Linked DNA regions of Sus scrofa: region 1 is linked to region 2. A link is a contact called in public HiChIP or PLAC-seq data. All regions are on one chromosome and are shown on one strand. The core of a region is the stretch at or near the end of the contact, and the rest is flanking DNA. Distances in the headings are between cores, read along the strand shown. Region 1 holds the start of HSPB7 (heat shock protein family B (small) member 7). Region 2 has its middle 42 kb from the start of FBLIM1.

Region 1 (4,634 bases), core at 1,213-3,712, 200 kb after region 2:
CCATGTGCTGAGAGGTTCTGCTCTTAGGTGCAGAGGCCCTGCCTAGGGGCTGGCCAGGGTAGGATGGGCGCAAAGATGCTCAGCGGCGCTCCAGTGGTCCCAGGGGAAAGGCAAGGGGTTGGTGGGGGAGCTCCGAAGGAGAGGAGGCTTGGTGGCAGAATCTGGGGCTCCTGTGTGACAGGAGAAGGCACAGAGCAGAGCCGAGCCCTCCTGGATACCCAGACACATTGGTGTCCACCTCCGGGGCTGGGCTGGCAGCCCCTCCCCCACGACCCAGCCAGCACATGGTGTCCAGAAGAGCCTGGGGCGGCTGAGTCACTGGTGGGGGTGGCAGGGCTGCCACATGCTGCCCACTGGTCCTGGTGCCCATAGTCCCTGGCTTCCCCGATGGAGGTGCAGGGCATCCTCCCATGCTGGAGAAAGAAGCTGGGCTGTCCGGTGGGGTAGCTTTGGGCCTACCCTCTTCTCTAAGGAGCAGCTGTGGCTCTAACCCGCTGGGGGCAGCCCCCCTCCTCAGCCAGGGCCACACCCTCCTCGAGGGTGCAAGTCTCCTGGGAGTTAGGACGTAGAGGCCCTAGTGACACAGTGACCCTGAGATCCATGGGCAGAAGAATTGTGGGGTTTGGAGTGTGTGTGACCTTGAACTGCAGGGCTGCTGCCTAGCCTTGAGCTCCATTCTGGGGTCCAAGAGGGAAGACGGCTTGAGGGCTGTCCCATGGGGGAGCTCCTTCCCCCTAGCCGCCCAGGTGAGCCCCCCACCTGACCACACACCTGAGGGAAGAGCTCTCCTCTCACCCCCCCTTCTCATCTCTCACCTCCTCTTACGTCCCCCTCTCTCTCTCTTTTTTTTTTTTTTTTTTTTGAGCCACAGCAACGTGGGATCTGAGCTGCATCTTAGACCTACACCACAGCTCACGGCAACGCCAGATCGTTAACCCACTGAGCAAGGGCAGGGATCGAACCCGCAACCTCATGGTTCCTAGTTGGACTCGTTAACCACTGCGCCACGACGGGAACTCCACCTCCCCTTCTCATCTTTCACTGCCCCTTCTCATCTCTCCTGCCTCTTCTCACCTCTCACCTCCTCATCTCTCACCTCCCTTTCTCACCTCCTCTCACCTCCCCTTCTTACCTCTCACCTCCTCTCACCTCCCCTCTCCTCCCAGCCTCAGGTGCCCCACCCTCTGCCTCCTCCCGCCGCCCCCCATCCCCTGTGGCTTCTTCTGCTGCCCTGGGCTCCTGAAGAAAGGATCTGGGAATGCAACAGTGTAAATCAGCTACACTTCAAAAATAAAATAAAATTTAAAGGAGGATCTGGAAGCCTCCAGGCAGAGAGCGGCAGTAAAGGGGGCCCCGTGGCTACAGGAGCAAGGCCCCCAGTTTGTCCTGAAGTTTTAGGGGGCACTGGTTAGGGTGCAAGGTCCCAGGATGGGACATGAGAGTGGGGATGCTGGACAGAAGGTACCTGTGCGGAGCCCCCAGTCTTAGGGGAGGGGGCGGGCTCACCTTCTCAGCTCGCACCTCAATGTGGTTGTTGGAGGTGGTGACAATGATGTCTTCAGGTGAGAAGTCACTCACGTCCACTGCAAACTCGTAGGCATCGCCCAGGGTCTTGATGTTGCCAGGCCCCCCGGTGCGGGCTGTGGGGAGGGCTGCTGTGAGCTGAGCACAGGGCAGGCTGGCACCCAGGAGGAAGGTTTCTGGCTCCTTCTCCTTGGGGAAGGGGCGGCCCCCCAGGCCTGACCTCCCTCTCAACTGTGGCTCCTCAGCTGCCCTGGCCGTCCCTCCTCATTTCTCGAAAGCCACCTCTCCCAAGGTGGGGAAGGGCCTTACTCGGCACCGGTATATGACACTGTCCATAGCCACTCGTCCCAGGCCTGGACTGGGGATGCACCTTGCCCGCCCCCCCAACACATGCAGCTCTCCGGGGCTCCAGAGAGGGCCTGGCCACAGGGCCTTTGGCCCTTGGCACCTTAGCTGACCCCCAGGCCAGAGCGCTTCCTGGGAGGCCTGCCTGGGGCCACATCTGTCCTGGTGGCCCTGCAGCTGTGCAGCACCTGTTCCTAGCAGCTCAGCAGCCGCAGCTGCATGGGGTGGTGGCCTGGAGCAGGTGTCCCCTCCCCCGTGTGCCTCCCCTCCCCCACAGCGCCCCCAAGCACTTGCCTGGAAAGGCCAGGGGCTCTGAGTGGGGCCGCATGAAGCTGCCAAAATCCTCGGAAAACATGCTCAAGGCCTTCTCCATGGGTGGGTCCTGGGCCGGGAGGGTGTGGGAGGCCGAGGAGGACGAGGAGGAGGAGGAAGAAGAGGAGGAATGGAAGCTTCTCTCCGCTCTGAAGGTGGAGGAAGTCCTGTGGCTCATCCACGGGCAGGCGGCCGGGCCCGGGCTGGGCGCAGGGGCGGACAGGAGAGGGTGCGGACAGCCAGCTCTGGGGGAGCATGCGGGGCCCTGGCCGGCGGTGCTTTATAAGGCCCGACCGTCCCTGGGCGCAGGGCCAGCCCCTTGTCTACCAGCTAAATTTAGTCCTCTCCATGGCCCAGAGGAGCTGGAAATCTTCTCCAGTGAGACGGCCCTGCTGACAGTTCGGCCCAGGCTGCCTGTGAGGCTGAGCTCACAGTCCAGCATTCCAGGCTGATAACTCCGCATGGGGGGCCTCCCAGGGCAACGAGGTGGGGGCCCATGCTGTTCCCTTGCCACTCAGACCCCTGCCCCCCTGCCCCGGGACCTTGTGTGTGCAGGCTTTCTGTCTCTGTCTCCCCCATCAGACGGCAAGCTCCTTGAAGACATGGTTTTCTCTCTTTCCTGTCCTGTCTCCCCCAGAGTTCTAGCCCTTGGTGAGAGGGATCTGGGTGGCAGGTGATCAGGACAGAGGGGCCCAAGCCTCTGACTCTGGGGAGGACAGGAAATGCAAGTCAAGAGGTCAGAGGGGCGTAGAGGACCCCCACCTGCTGGACCCCTGTGGGAGGTGAGGGGTTCATCCTGCAGGACAGGCGATGTTCACAGCCATCTCTTAGGAAGGACGGAGACAGCCCTGAGTTGGGGGAGGGGGTGGAGAAGGTGCCACTGTTGCCCTGGCAGCCCCTCCGGGGACCCAGATTTCATAATTGTCCCCCCTCCCCCTCCCCCCGACTCTGGAAACATTAACGGACCCAAGACGAGAAAGCTCAGGCAGGGCTGGTGGTTGGGCTGGACCCAGGGGAGGAGAGCAGAGAGTTCTGTAAAGGTTGGTAGCAACCTAAAAACTTACATTCCTAGGAATGGTCCGCTTGACCTCCAGCTCAGGGGAGATGTGGGGGGTGGCAGGGGGCAGGGCTTCAGCAGAGAGAGGGGAAGGAGGCCCCCACAAGACAGTGGTTCCAGCTGTGACTCCTGAGGTGCCTGCTGGGCCCAGGCTCCAGGTGGGCCTCATCTGATCCTCTCCCTTCTTGGGAAGGGGATGTTCTTTCTTCCCATTTTACAGACAGGGAAATGGAGCCTCACAGAGAGCCTGGGGCTTGCACGTGGGTAAGGGGCAGAGCTGGGATTTGAACACAAACGTGTTTGATCCAAACTCTCCAGGAGGCCAGGGTGACCTGAATATTCATGTAGGGAGCCTGGCTGGCCTGGAACACCCTGAGAAGCCCCTCCTGTGCCCACCCACGGACCAGTGGAGCCAGGATTGACATCATGCAGGACCAAAGGGGTGAAGCGGGGGAGGGCTATTCTGGGAGGTTCCTGGGGCCTCTGCTCTTCTCTCCAAATCCTGCCCTTCCTCCCCAGATCAGCTCTGGTTCCTCTTCCCCCAGGGAGGCCTCTCGGATGGCTTCAGCCCACACAGGGGGTCCTGCCCAGATGTCTGACGTACTGGCAATGTTTGCCCAGCCTGGCACCTGAGTGTGGCGTGGTTTTCCTGTGTCCTCTGCCGTGACCTCTCTCCCCTGTCAGACTGGCAGTTCCCTGGGGCGGGGGCCTGCCTGTCTCCCCATTAGGCTGGGGGTCCCTGAAGGGGGGAGTGTCCCTCTTCTCTCTGGCTCCCACAGAACTCCATCTCCAGGGGTAATTACTGGAGCTGATGGTCCAGGAGGTGGGGCCAGGGTGGAGCTGGAGCAAGAGGGGTCTGTCCCACAGTGGAGATTCCTGCCTGGCCTGTGTCACCCATTCTGGCCAAGGGGGCTTCCAGGAGAGCTGCCAGGAAGTTACCAGCATTGAGGTGAGATGGAGAGAGGGTGGTGGAGGGGGTGGGGTCCCAGAAGCCTGCCGCCCGCCAGGGAAACAGGAGCCAGTGGCTAAATGCAGACACACGGTCACGATGCTGAGGGCCTGAGTCACTGCTCCTGGACGTCAGATCTCATTACCCACCCCCGCCCACCATTCCTCCCCTCCCCCATCCCAAAGGCGTCGCCCATACATGCACTGGATCCACTGGCTTCAGTGACCGGGAGGGACCCTGAAAGGTCAAAGAGGCCATTCCCCCGTCCCTGTGCATGACTTTCCCTTCAGATTCCAGGGACAGAAGGTGCTTCAAAGATGATCCAATCCCAGACCTGCCAGGGCATCCCAGTCACCTGGAGGAATTTCGAACAAACACAGACTCTTCACATGTACCCCCCAGGATTCTGACTTGGGGTCTTGGGAAGGGACCAGGAATCTGCTCCCT
Region 2 (4,332 bases), core at 236-2,735:
GGGAGCTCCCTGGTGGTCAGTGTAATGGTTAAGACCCATTGTTTTACCTGATGCAGCCTGGGTTCAATCCCTGGTCTGAGAACTGAGATCCCACATTAAGGGGCTGCAGCTGGAGTTCCCGTCGTGGTGCAGTGGTTAACGAATCCGACTAGGAATCATGAGGTTGCAGGTTCGATCCCTGCCCTTGCTCAGTGGGTTAACAATCTGGCGTTGCCGTGAGCTGTGGTGTAGGTTGCAGACGCGGCTCAGATCCCGTGTTGCTATGGCTCTGGCATAGGCCGGTGGCTACAGCTCCGATTAGACCCCTAGCCTGGGAACCTCCATATGCCGCGGGAGCGGCCCAAGAAATAGCAAAAAGACAAAAAAAAAAAAAAAAAAAAAAAAAGATGCTGCAAGCTGTAGCAAAAAAGAAAAATATATATTATTTTTAAAAGTAACTAGAAGGGAATTCCTGTGGTGGCTCAGTGGTAACAAACCCAACGAGTATCCATGAGGACGTGGGTCGGATCCCTGACCTCACGTGGTGGGTTAGAGATCTGGTGTTGCTGTGAGCTGTGGTGTAGGTCGAAGAGGAGGCTTGGATCTGACCTTGTGGCTGTGGTGTAGGCCAGCAGTTATAGCTCCTATTCGACTCCTAGCCTGGGAACTTCCATATGCCATGGGTGCAACCCTAAAAAGACCAAAAATAAATAAAATAAAAGAAATAAAACAATAAAATGTAACTGGAAAAAGAGAAGCCTGTGAGTTCCAGGAGTCACTGCCCACCATTGACAAGAGGACACAGGACAAAGGAAGCCATTGAATGCTTTTCTGCAAAGGGCACTGTTTGAGGCGGGGGGCAGCGTCTGGAAAAGGAGGAGGGGTTCCATGGATGGAGGAGAAGGCAGGGAAGGTAAGGTGGGGAACCCCAGCCCAATTTATGGGGATTCCTGATGGTTCTCAATTGTTCTCAGGACTGGAGCAAGCCCCTGGTGGCCCTACATGGCTTTGGCCAGACTGGCAGTGTAAACAAAGCTTTGAGGCTAGCATTCCCCAACCCTGGTGGCCTGGGAGTCTTAGGGTGCCGTGGGGGGAGGGCTAGGGCTCCTCTCCACCCCAGCAGACAGCAAGCAGATGCCAAATGAGGGATCTCAAAAAATCAGGATGACCTTGAGCCAGTGTGGGTGGCAATGTTTTTCCATTCTGTAAACAGAACACAAATTCCTCAGGAAAGAAAATACAATAGAGCCCAGGAATCTTGATCTGGTCCTTTAAAACCGGGGTGGGAGGGGGGTGGGCGGCTGTTGCAAAGTTCAAGTTCCCAGGCAGAGACTGGCTGGAGCTAGAGAGAAACCTGAGAGGTATTAGTCTGAAGGCCTGCTCAGAAGGCAGGTCCAGAAAGGCCGGGGAGGGTTATGAAAGCTTTGCTTGGGGATGTGAGTCATGGGCCAGGCAGCTCAGGGCTGTGGCCTGGCTGAGCCCAGCTGGAACCTCCCTTGAAAACCTACACCTCTCAACGAGCACCCTCTCCCCAACCCCTGGGCAGGGCAGAACTCGGGTGGCCTGCCCCTAGCGCCACGTGGAAAAGACAAACAAAGGACCTGGCTGGCCAGGAGCTTCCAGCTCATGCATTTGTTTGTTCATTCATTCATAAAATATTCTTTGACCCCTTCTGTGTGCCGGTCACTGCCCATGGCACAGAACTCAGTTTAATGAGGAAGAGATGCATACAGCTGACAGGTCAGGACAAGAAAACTGGAGAGAGCATGACATCCACTGCAGGATGAGTGGGGATCTGCCAGTCAGGTGCTGTTCCAGAGCATTCCAGGTGTTTGCTCTCTGAGTGGGGCATTTGCATGTTGCTGGGGGTGCGAGAAGGGGCGAGGATGAGATCCAGTCCAGGGTAGGACCAAGTCGGAAAGGACCTCCAGGGCTGTGTGCAGAGGGTGGGACTGAAACCCTGAAGGCAATAGCCAGGTGCAGGAACCCCAAGCCCTGGTGGAATTCCGGAGCCGGGAACCAGAACACATTGAGTGCAACTGCCTATTCGCACAGAAGTGGAGACTAGAGCCCAGAGAGGGTGTGCGTCCTGCCAGGCTCACACAGCAGGTAGCATCATGCCCAGGTGTCCTGACTTCCAGAACAGGGCTTTCCCACCCCCTCCAGCTGTCTCCATGATCTCCCAAGACCTGCTTGTGGACCCAGGCAGGTGTCTGCAAACATCTCAAGGTGGAGGAGCGAAGGGTGTGGGTGGAAGAATTAGGTCAGTGTTTTGAACAGGCTGACCCAGGGCGGAGGATCCCCTCAGGGGAGGGGAAGGCGGGTGAGCTTCCTGCAGGGGTGAGAGTTGACTTTTGCCCCGAGGGACGAAGTGAGTCACGGGAGCAAGGCTCACACTTCCTCCTTCCTCTGGGCTTTGAGCTCAGCACCTTGGGGGGAGGCGCAGCCTGGGTTCCTGGGGGCGGCCCTCCTCCTTGCAGGTCCAGGCTCGGGGTGCCGGCTGTCTGCACTCCCCCAACTCCTCCACACTCCCTTTCTGAGGCCCTGGTAAGTTTCCATTTGGGGCTGACTCATTCTCCACCCATCACGTGGACCTGGGCTGCAGGCGGTCACAGCCTTCCCTCTGCCTGCCTGCTCTGAGCACAGCCCTCCCCCTCCCGCCCCCAGCCACGTCCCCTCCCCCATCCACAGAAGGATCCCAGGTGGCAAAGAACCTGTGGCTGCCCAGCCAGTGGAACAAAGTAATGACTGCAGGGACAGCCTCTTTGGAGACCAGGTCACCAGGGAGCTCCTGGACAGAGGACCAGAGATAATGTCCCCAGTGGCTGTCACTGATTGAAGGCCTACCATGTGGCAGTGCTAATATAGCAAACAGCTCCAGGGGCAGGATCATCGATGTCCCCATTTCACTGAGAAAAGGGTCCATAGTCAAGGGGAGTGGATGACCTTGATATTGAGCAGCATCAAGGGCCCACTCAGGACTCAGGTCATGGATTTAAAGGAGGATGGGGGAGTTCCTGTCTTGGCGCAGCGGAAACGAATCCGATTGGGAACCATGAGGTTGCGGATTCAACCCCTGGCCTTACTCAGTGGGTTAAGGATCTGGCATTGCTGTGGCTGGCATGAAGGCCGGCAGCTGTAGCTCCGATTCGACCCCAGCCTGGGAACCTCCATATCCAGCGGATGAGGCCCTAAAAAGCCAAAATAAATAAAGTGGGATGGGGGCGGCCGAGGAGGGGGAGTTCTCTTGCGGCACCAGAGGTTAAGGATCCAGCGTTGTCACTGCAGTGGCTCGAATGGCTGCTTTGATGTGGGTTTGATCCCTGGCCTGGGAACTTTCATTTGCCATGGTTGGGGCCCCCAAATAAATACATAACTAACGGGGGATGGGGCGCTGGCAAGGTGGCCTGTTTTCCTCCAGCCACATCCAGCTGCCCAGGAGCAGAGTGGGCAGAGGGCTGGGTTTGACGATAGTGTTGGGATTTTGCCAGGAGTGAGGAAGGTTGTGGAAGCAGTGGGTGCCTGGGTAGCAAGGGCAGTGAGGAAAGTGGCGGGGGGGCGGGGAACAGGGGACGGGGTCGGGGGGAGGTGGCTGCAGTTGGGGCACCAGAGGGAAGGAAGGAGGTGAGGGCAGAGGTCGTTCAGTGGAAATTATGGAGGCGGTGCAGGCCCTGGTCACAGGGCTCTGAACACTCTGCTCTCAGGATGTGAGGTGTGTCCTCAGCCCACAGGACTGAATATTTATGGTGTGAATAAGTGGCTCCACGTGGGGGAATCTGGGATGCGGTGACTTAAAGAATATTTTACTTTCCTCCTTCTACTGTGTTTTTTTTAATAACAGTTTTATTGAGCTATAATTTACATACCACGAAATTTAGCCTTTTCAAGATTTGAGGGTTTTTTAACTGTAGTTTTTGGCATATTCATAGAATTGCACAGCCATCACCATGATCTAATTTCAGAACATTTGATGACCCCAAAAAGAAACTCCATACGTCATTTCCCCATCCCCTCCACCCCCTGGCAACCACTAATCTACTTTCCCATGGGTTTGCATATTTTGGACATTTCTATAAATGGAATCATACAATACATTGCCTTTTGTGCCTGCCTCCTTTCATTTAGTGTTTTCTTTTTTTCTTTTCTTCTCTCTCTCTCTCTCTCTTTTTTTTTTTTTTTTTTTTTTGGTCTTCTTAGGGCTGCACTTGCGGTGTATGGAAGTTCCCAGGTCAGGGATTGAATCAGAGCTGCAGCTGCCAGCCTCCACCACAGCCACAGCAACGCCAGGTCTGAGCCTCAGCTGCGACCTACACCATAGCTCACGGCAACACCAGATCCTTAACCCACTGAGTG

What was found. HiChIP or PLAC-seq counts read pairs in DNA pulled down with a chosen protein or histone mark.
Region 1: a contact with region 2 is called in an H3K27ac HiChIP or PLAC-seq map of skeletal muscle, with 16 times the contacts expected there. The contact joins the promoter of HSPB7 here to the enhancer-like site in region 2. A contact is called at or near these places in 1 of 5 promoter capture datasets (fetal skeletal muscle), 18 of 47 Hi-C or Micro-C datasets (adipose tissue, alveolar macrophages, embryonic fibroblasts and 12 more) and 2 of 2 datasets of contacts at active chromatin or transcription factors (alveolar macrophages and skeletal muscle).

The regions. Positions count from the first base shown.
Region 1 is chr6:75,172,456-75,177,089 of Sscrofa11.1, forward strand. It overlaps HSPB7 (heat shock protein family B (small) member 7), which reads right to left and starts at 2,463. Exons shown (of 3, transcript NM_001243388.1): 1 at 2,164-2,463; 2 at 1,507-1,640. The coding sequence starts at 2,359.
Region 2 is chr6:74,969,401-74,973,732 of Sscrofa11.1, forward strand. No RefSeq gene overlaps it. Among named protein-coding and RNA genes, the nearest start is that of FBLIM1, 42 kb to the left of the region's middle. Within about 2 kb of position 1,486, at least 60 of the 83 cell types and tissues checked have an H3K27ac peak or open chromatin away from gene starts, as enhancers often do. A contact at or near this core is called in adipose tissue, alveolar macrophages, embryonic fibroblasts and 7 more, where this site is marked.